Regions from separate parts of the Mus musculus genome. Here all the other regions are linked to region 1. A link is a contact called in public Micro-C data. All regions are on one chromosome and are shown on one strand. Each heading gives the region's core, a stretch centred on a gene start, on an enhancer-like site or on the middle of the called end of the contact. The rest is flanking DNA. Distances are from core to core; before and after follow the strand shown.

Region 1 (2,822 bases), core at 175-2,674:
GGGCTAGGGGCGCAGAATAGGGAGTCTGGGCCAGGGCAAGGGCGGGGGCCGGACCCGCCAGGACTCACAGAAAGAACTCAGGAGAGGAGGGGCTGTCGCTGGTGGAGCCCGCCTCCCTGAAGCCGGAGTTGGCGAGTTTCTCGCACTTGACCTTGTAGGCGTCTCTCTCGCGGGCCAGCCGGGACACCTCCTGCTTAAGCTGCTCCACCTGCTGAATGAGCTGCGTCTTCTCGTTCTCCAGGTGATGTTTCTGCTGGACGCGTTTATACCTGCACGACTGGGCGTAGCCCCGGTTCTTCAGGGTCCGCCGCTTCTGCTTCAGGCGGATCACCTCGTCCTTGGTGAAGCCCCGCAGGTGGCGGTTCAGCTCACGCACCGACATGGACACCAGCTGGTCATCAGAGAAGCGGTCCTCCACACTACCGTTGCCGCCCGCAGCCGTCGCCGCGGCTGTTGCGTGCGGTCCCGGCCCCGGGTGGCTAGTGGGTAGCTGTTGCGCGGGACTGGCAGCGCTGGACGGCGGGGGCGACGCTTGGTGATGATGGTGATGGTGCGGGTGAGCGTGCTGGCCCAGGTCATCGTGAGTCACACCTGCTCCTGGGTACCCGTGGTGCGGATGAGGGTGGTGGTGGTGGTGATGGTGGTGCGCACTACGGAAGCCGTCGAAGCTCTGCAGCGGCTGGGGCACTGGGTGCGAACCGATGAGCGCCTCCACCGCGTCCTCGGGCGTCAGGTTGAGTGCCTCGGGGTTCATCTGCTGGTAGTTGCTCGCCATCCAGTACAGGTCCTCGAGATGGGTCTTCGGTTCAGTCGGACTGAAGCTGGGAGAAGAAGGCACGGAGCTGCACGGAGTGCTGAGCGGGGTGGACGACACCGAGCCAGCAGGCTGCAGGCGTGTGCATGGCCGGCCCGGACGCTCCGCGCGCCCCAGGGGCTCCTTCTTCACGTCGAACTTGAGAAGGTCGAAGTCGTTGACGTACTCCATGGCCAGCGGGCTGGTGGGCAGCTCTTGCCCCATGCTCAGCTCCGCGGCCATCGCTAAAAGCGAGGCTCAGCCGCCGCTGCCGCGGGGAAAACTTTGCGGCCGGCCGGGACGCGCCGAGCCAAACGCGGGGGCGAAGAGCGGCAAGCCGGGGAGGCGGGGAGCCGAGGGCGCAGCGGGCCGGGGCCGCCGGCCAAGCCTTTGTCTGGGGACGCGGCGGCGCGCCGGAGAGTCCTCCCGAGGCTGCCTGAGCTGCCCCGGAGCTTGGGGCTGCGAGCGCGCCGGGAACGAGTCAGGTCGAGCCGGGGCAGGGTAGAGAAGCCGGCGAGGTGCGCGCAGGGGCAGAGGGGAGGCGCGGGGCAAGCGCCCGCCGCTCGCTCTCCGACTCTTTGGCTCTAGGGCTTTCTTGCTTGCAGCCGCTCGCAGCCCGGCGGTGCAGCTGTGCAGGAGCTGGCGCCGCCGCCGCCTTTTATCGCTTCCTGATGTCACTGGAGCGCGGGGGCCCAAGCGGCCCGGCGTGTTGGCCAATGGCTGCACGGCCCCCGCGGCCCAGCGACGCTGGGCGGGGCGTGCCTGACAGCTCCCCCGCCCCCCCGCGTCAGCTGACTGGAGACCGGAGGAGCCCCGAAGCCGTTGAGGCCTGGAGGAGGGCTGGAGCCGAGTGGGACGGACCGCCTGGTCCCAACCCCCAACACCCTCTGAGTCGAGGTTCCCGCACGCTTGCCTTCAGTGCGCGCCCCACTTCTGGACCAAGCCGCCGTTCCCACCCCGCTGTCTGCACTCACGCCTCCCTACATACTCTTTACACTCCCACCCTCGGCCCGTGTCACCCCCAAGTAGGCTCAGAATAAGCGCCCGGGATGTCGCTTCCCTGGCCCTTTGTTCCCAAGCGGCCCCCGCCCAGTGGGCGACGCTCCGTGTGTCCTCGGCGCCGCGGGCCGAGTGAATGTGTGTGGTGCGTGCCTGTGTTTCGGTAGCTCTGTCTGCGCTAATGTATGCGGTGGGGGAGGGCGGGGTTGGGGCTCCAAGAGTTCTGTTCAGATCTAACTCTTAACCTCTAGGAAGGTTCCTCGGGCCAAGAGACGCTGTTCCTCTCTTAGCCGGTTCAGTGATTGAGCTCAGAAGACAGAGCTCCAGTGGTCTCGCAGCTCCGTGCATTCGCCACCCCCCCACACACACCCCCAAACGCTCCCAAAGAAGATAAACAAACAAACAGAGTTGGCCCAAAGGCTCTGAATACCTTTCACTTGCCAGTCGTGTGGAAACCTTACAACTCCGAGGCTCAGAGCCGAGACCAACACCGGTCTGTGCACTCAGTGGCTCTGGGATGCTGGGGAACCCGGCCCTGTTTTTGTCTGAACGTTTTGTAAGGATTAAGCTGATCCAAGCTTCTGACGGCTGCAAGGAGATTCAAACAGGCATAAAGTGCGACCCCAAGTGGCCACGGTGCGCAACGGCGCCCTGAACCGGTTTGTTCTTTGCGGGAGGGAAGGCTTGGATGGCGTCTCGGACCCGTGCAGGTCCAGCTAACTGATCCGGCCAAGCCAGGCCTGAACGCAGGCTGTGTGCGGCCTGAAAGCCAGGGCAGACTCCTCTGGAACTATGCACAGGCCCTCCGACCCCATCTTTGGACTCAACCACTAACCCTCTCTGCTCACCTTTTCTGAAATTCCATATGCAAGCCTTCCAGGTGTGCTTGTGGGCTACTCCTCTCAGGAAAGGTCCTGAGCTGGGAAGATCAGTATTCTAAACTGAAAACGCCAGGTGACGAAGGTTCAGGGCTACCGGATGAGAAACTTCTCCGGAACGCAGACGGGAGGAGGAAGGCAGAACACTGGGC
Region 2 (2,822 bases), core at 172-2,671, about 13 Mb before region 1:
TCAAGTGTAGTGGTTTCAACAGCTTTTCAGGCTGAAGGAGCCACTCAGAGATTTGGGCGAGTGAGGGGGGCTTGCTTTCCTTGTTTGGCGCTACCCAAAGTCACTTTCCCTCCCCCTGTTGGGGATTCAGAGAGTGCACAGAAGCCGGAGAGCGCCAGGCCAACAAGGACTTTGGACCACTGGCTAGCAGGCTGAAGGCCAAGCTGCTCTGGTCCTGCGCGGAATCGTTTGGGTCAGCCCGCCTGAGGCCTATCCCGTGCACTCCTCCACTGTCTGGATAACCCCGCGGCCACTGCGCTGCGAGAGGAAACGCCAGAACTAGCCCAGAATACAGCCCTAGGCTCCAGATTTGAGGTTGACGCCCCTTCCAACTCGGCCCGGGAGGGAAAGTAACAAACTCAAGAACTGGGCTTGGTTTTGTGTTTGTTTGTTTTTTTAAACACAGGATTTTTATTAAAATTCTTATTTAAAAAAATCGAAAGCTTTCAGCGCCCGGCGCTCTTGGGGAAACCACGTGAAACTGCTGAGTTCCAAGCTCCGATGCTCAGGAGACGAAAAAGGGGGCCCGGGGGTGAGTTCCCTACACATATTTTCCTTTTTCATAGTTGAAAAATGTTTGCACTGAACAAATTAAAAATAAAAATAAAAATAAAAATAAAAACCCGCTGCAACTCAAACATAACCCACCGAAAACAAACGACAAAGAGAGGCAGGCCCGGTGGGGATACAGGCCCATCCAGAACGTCATTTGGCAACGATCACTAGCGATATTTACAACGAAGAGCGAAATTTGCCACCAGTTGTCAGAACGTGTACATGGCCATAAATATTTAGCATTTTCTTATAAAAAAAGAAATCCTCTATATTTTAAAGTGTTCTCCACTTGCTTTTAGAAGGCTGACAATATCGCTACTCACACAAACATAGTTTACAAAATTCACGAAAGCAGTGCGGGGGTGGGGTGGGGTGGGGGCCGGTTGGTCCTTTCTCTTTTCAAGTGACAACGTTAACGTTGGGATGGTTTGGTCCCCTCAGGGAGAGAGAGGCAAAGAAGCAAAGCTGCACAAACATTCTGTAAACACGGCTTAGAGTTCTATCCTCTCCAAAAGTTCAAAGGGGAGAGCGATGGGGCAGAGTCAATGGAATCTGCCACTCGGGGAGGCACAGGCAACCTCCCTGTGCCTCCTCAACTGAGTCGAAAGTCAGACTCGACTCTATAATAATAATTATAATAATAATAATAACAACCGTGGTAAGGATCGAGTCCTCCTCGCCACCGGCGCCGCTGGGGTGGGGCCAGGGCCTAAGGCCTCCAGTCTTGGAGGGGCGGCGCTCACCAAGTCCACTGCTGGGCCTGGACCAGGGGGTGTGCTGTCGGGTACTGGGGGGTGCTGGCCGAGCTGTACTGGGCGTTGTACTGCATGTGCTGCAGCGACTGCGCGCTGTAGGCGGAAAAGGGGATGCCTGCCTGGAAGGTGGCGGCTGCCAGGTCCTGGGCTTTGAGCGCGTGGCACGGTTTGCCGTCCCTGACCAAGACCGGCACTGCCACACGGCGCGGCGAGGGCAGAGGCGTCACCTCCATACCTTTCTCCGCCCGGGCACGTTTCATCTTGTAGCGATGGTTCTGGAACCAGATCTTGACCTGTGTCGGCGTGAGACGGATGAGGCTGGCCAGGTGCTCGCGCTCGGGCGCCGACAGGTACCGCTGCTGCCGGAAGCGCCGCTCCAGCTCGTAGGTCTGCGCTTTGGAGAAGAGCACTCGGCGCTTCCGCTTCTTGCCTGCGTCCCCCCCGCCGCCCTGGGTCTCCTTGTCATTGTCCGGTGACTCGTCAGCCGAGGGCTCTGGGGATTTGGAGCTCGAGTCTTGGGGGGGAGCGCTGGCCGCCAGCCCGTGCACTGGGTGGGGGGGGGGGGGGGAAGAGAAGCGCATCAGGCGGCTGGAGGCCAAGTGCCACCTGGGTCACCCGGAGTCCCAGGGCTCTTCCGTGGGCCCTTGGCCCACTGGACCAGCCCAGACCCGCTGCCTTTGCAGCAATCCCCGCCCGAGTAAGCCGTCGGGGTCTGCTAGGGTTCAGAGGAGAGTCTGCGCAGCGGGGGCTCTGAGGCATAAGTTTCTAGGGGTTCCCACTATTCAGGAGAATTTAGTGCGAAGCGCAGAGTGTGGACGGTCATTGAGGGTTAAGGGCTCTGGACCCCTTAAACAGTTTCCTCTTTGGAGAGACGTGGGCAGATTTTTAAAAGGAAAACCTCACAATCCCAGCATTGATGGGCTTGGCGGGGTAAACCAGGTTTGGGGGGCTTTCGCTTTTGCTTTCGGACTTTCTGGATGGACACCCACACCCGCCGCTGCACGCACCACATAGTTTTTCTCTTTCTTTCTTTCTTTCTTTCTTTCTTTCTTTCTTTCTTTCTTTCTTTCTTTCTTTCTTTCTTTCTTTCTTTCTTTCTTTCTTCCTTCCTTCCTTCCTTTCTTTCTTCCTTCCTTTCTTTCTTTCTTTCTTTCTTTCTTTCCTTCTTTCTTTCTTTCTTTCTTTCTTTCTTTCTTTCTTTCTTTCTTTCTTTCTTTCTTCTTTCTTTCTTTCTTTCTTTCTTTTTTCTTTCTCTCTCTCTCTCTCTCTCTCTCTCTCTCTCTCTCTCTCTCTCTCTCTCTCTCTCTTTCTTTCTTTTTTTTTTACAATCATGCAGGGGCAGGGATGAGCTATTATACCCCAAGCCTCCTCCACCCTCTACTGCTAGCCGGACCCTGACCAGGGATCCCTGCTCCAGAGAGCAAAGCCAAGTCCTCTGGGCCATCTGAGTCCAGGGTACTCCGGCCAGAGCCA
Region 3 (2,822 bases), core at 197-2,696, about 12 Mb before region 1:
TTCATGTTGGCGTAGGGGGCAAGGCCACCCATGGCCCCGGCCGCCTGTCCCCCGAGCGGGCTCAGACTCGGACTCAGGTGAGGTCCCATGCCCGCCACGCCGGCCGCCCCGGCTGAGCCGCTCATGCCCGCCATGGCGCCGGCGCCCGGGGACATGCCAGCTAGCGACGGGCTCATTCCAGCGCCCACATAGGATGACATGTTCATGGAGCCCGCGCTCATGTTGCCGGAACCGCCGCCCATGGCAGCCGCGGACATGCTCATGTATGTGTTCATGCCATTCATCCCCAGGCCGGCGTTCATGTTGCTCACGGAAGAGTAGCCCTGCGGACAGAGCCCGGGGAGGAGACAGGTTAGCACCTAGGCTGAGCTCGCCCGATCTTCCCACCCACCCACCAGTTGGACCCAGTCCCCCGCAATTCGTGCAAGCCTCTGGAATCTCTTGCTTTCCCTGGATCCCAGTGCACCAACACCAAGTCCTCTGGGCCCCAAAGAGAGCCGGAAAAGAGATCGCCCTAGGGCCAGCGGGACCTGAGGCTCAGCCTCGCCCAGATTCTAGAACTTCAGTGACCTGGACCACCGCCAACTCAGGCGCCCCAAATGTATTTTACTCTCCCTAGGGGCTCCTCAAATCAGCTGGCCAGCACACTGAGTCAGCACCGAGGCCGGAAATCTCCGTTGCTATCCCAGGTAGTCAAAAGCCACCTTTGGAACCTCACTGGGGCAGTCTCAAGCGAAAATCATCTCAGTGTCCTCTATTCTGGGGTTTCGTACCGGGACCCCACTCCTTAGTCATAGGGGAGTGAAGCGCAGTGCCTGCACAGAGTCCGGGAGCAGCTGGAGGCATCGCGTGGAGGAATAAGGAAGGGACCGCCAACTCGGCTAGGAACTGTTAGTGTCCCGGCTTCGTAGCGACAAACTTTTTTTCTCTTTGTCCACTGGTCTTTGATTCTTTGCCTGTACCTCTGTCCCCAACTCCTACCCACCTTCTCTTCCCCAGCTCCCCACCCCCTCGCCAGCCGACCTCCCACCCCTCCCCAGCCGCGCGCTGCCAAACATAACTCTGTTAGGATAGTGCGTGGCTCGGCCACGAAGAGGATTTGGAGGCGCCGCAAGTCAATATTTGATCACAAAGTTAATATTATCTCAAGGCTAACAGTGTGTCGTATAAAAAAGAGACCCATTTGAGTAGAAGGAGGGCGGAAAAGGCGGCTGTCCAGGAAGGCTAGAGGTGGGGGGGCGGGTACCGGTGAAGGGAGCGTGCGGAGGCTGGGGACGCGGAGATAGCTGTCACCCCACTTCTCCCTGGCCAGGGCAAGAGCTTACCTCGGGCTCCGCGTAGTAGCTGCTCCAGTCGGATGGCTCGTGCCCTTCCATCTTCACGGCTCCCAGCATACTGGAAGCCGAGTGCATGGCGGTTTAAAATTTAACAGCCACAACAAACGACCAGCAATCAGCCCCCACCCCCACCCTCTTAAAAAAAAAAGTCAGCAATGGTACCGTCCCCTCCCTCCCGCCCTCTCTCGCGCTCCCCCTCTCTCCCTCTCTGGACTCCACTTCCTCTCTCTCTCCCGCGGCCTGCGGCGGGAAGTAGCTGGGAGTGGGCGGGAAGGTGGCTGGCGGAGGAGGGGGCCGAAGAACCCTGGAGGCCGGAACCCGAGACTCGCCGTCGGGCGTGCACTCTGTCGCCGCGCTCCCGGGGCTGCCGGTGCAGGCTGAGGCTGGCAGTGTCGAGCTGCCGGGAGGCGGCGGGAAGCTAGCGGCGTGGGGGCGGGCGGGGGGAGAGCGAGAGGAGGGGGAGGAGGAGGAGGAGGAGGTGTGGACCGCGCAGCGGACAAGTGCCGCAATGACGTGAGCGGCTGGTGATATAGCGCGGTGCGCTGGCGCTGGCCTCCAATCCCCAGACCCCGGGCAGCCCATTTGAATAATCAGCTCACACTTAGGTGAGAGGAAGCCAGGGCTAGCGTTCCGCACCTGCCGCTGGGCGCCCCGAGCTAGCCCATCTCCTGCTGTCCCTGGCACTCCCAAGACCCCGACCTGCAAGCAGGCGTGCTGGCGCCCTGGTGGAGTCCCTTCCTTTACGTCCACGGGGAGTCTTCCGTGGACCCAGAGACCTGGGATCAAGCCACCCTTGGAGAAACTCAGGTCTCCTGCTCCCGCCCCGCCCCTCCTCATCGCCCCAAGCACGGGGTTCGTCAATCCGAAGGCGCGTACCGCCTTGGTGGCCTGCAAAGCGAGGCAAGCCAGATTTATTTATCTCGGGTTTCCTCCCTTTTAGTGCACATTCCCTGTCAAAACAACAAGCAGGTGACAGCCAATTTGCAAAGCGCTGTCCTATTTAGAAAAACTGTGTACACACCTTTAACTCGCTGGCCGCTGCTCCGGAGGCCCCTCCCCGTTACAGTTAAGTCCCGGGGCGGCCTCAGGAGGCGCGTAGGACTCGCGTGGTCTGGCCGCCCTGGTCGTCAGTTACCTCAGTCCTCTTTCTGGCTACCCACCTCAGTCGGCCTGGAGAGACCCGTTTAGCTGCAGCCAATACCCGGGAGGCAGCGATTTGCCTCTGGCATGAGGGCCTCGGTGTTTCAAGGTTACTTTTCAGTTAAATCCAAGGTGCCCAAAGCATTTCGTAACTAAAACAAACAGGGCAGTAGGTGGGGGTAGGGCAGGAGAAAAAAAATCAATAATGGGCCTTGTGGGATGACTTCAGGAGGATCTGTGTTCTCTGCCTGCAGAGACCAGGACTGTCTTATAAAAATTGAAAATTTCAGTTTCTTTTCTCTTTAGCTTCTAGGTGTTAAAAAGTGTCATTTGAAGTGTTGTCTT

What was found. A called contact is a pair of places that touch in the nucleus more often than the background predicts.
Region 2: a contact with region 1 is called in a Micro-C map of embryonic stem cells, with 16 times the contacts expected there. The contact joins the promoter of Nkx2-2os here to the promoter of Mafb in region 1. A contact is called at or near these places in 1 of 39 promoter capture datasets (embryonic stem cells) and 3 of 484 Hi-C or Micro-C datasets (all in embryonic stem cells).
Region 3: a contact with region 1 is called in a Micro-C map of embryonic stem cells, with 17 times the contacts expected there. The contact joins the promoter of Foxa2 here to the promoter of Mafb in region 1. A contact is called at or near these places in 1 of 39 promoter capture datasets (embryonic stem cells) and 3 of 484 Hi-C or Micro-C datasets (all in embryonic stem cells).

What each region holds. Positions count from the first base shown.
Region 1 is chr2:160,365,641-160,368,462 of GRCm38.p6, forward strand. Mafb (v-maf musculoaponeurotic fibrosarcoma oncogene family, protein B (avian)) reads right to left here and starts at 1,425. Exons shown (of 1, transcript NM_010658.3): 1 at 1-1,425. The coding sequence starts at 1,036. The coding sequence ends at 65.
Region 2 is chr2:147,182,662-147,185,483 of GRCm38.p6, forward strand. It overlaps Nkx2-2os (NK2 homeobox 2, opposite strand), which reads left to right and starts at 1,422. Exons shown (of 6, transcript NR_030769.3): 1 at 1,422-1,699. It overlaps Nkx2-2 (NK2 homeobox 2), which reads right to left. Exons shown (of 2, transcript NM_010919.2): 2 at 491-1,896. The coding sequence ends at 1,334.
Region 3 is chr2:148,044,502-148,047,323 of GRCm38.p6, forward strand. It overlaps Foxa2 (forkhead box A2), which reads right to left and starts at 1,447. Exons shown (of 2, transcript NM_001291065.1): 1 at 1,326-1,447; 2 at 1-323. The coding sequence starts at 1,412.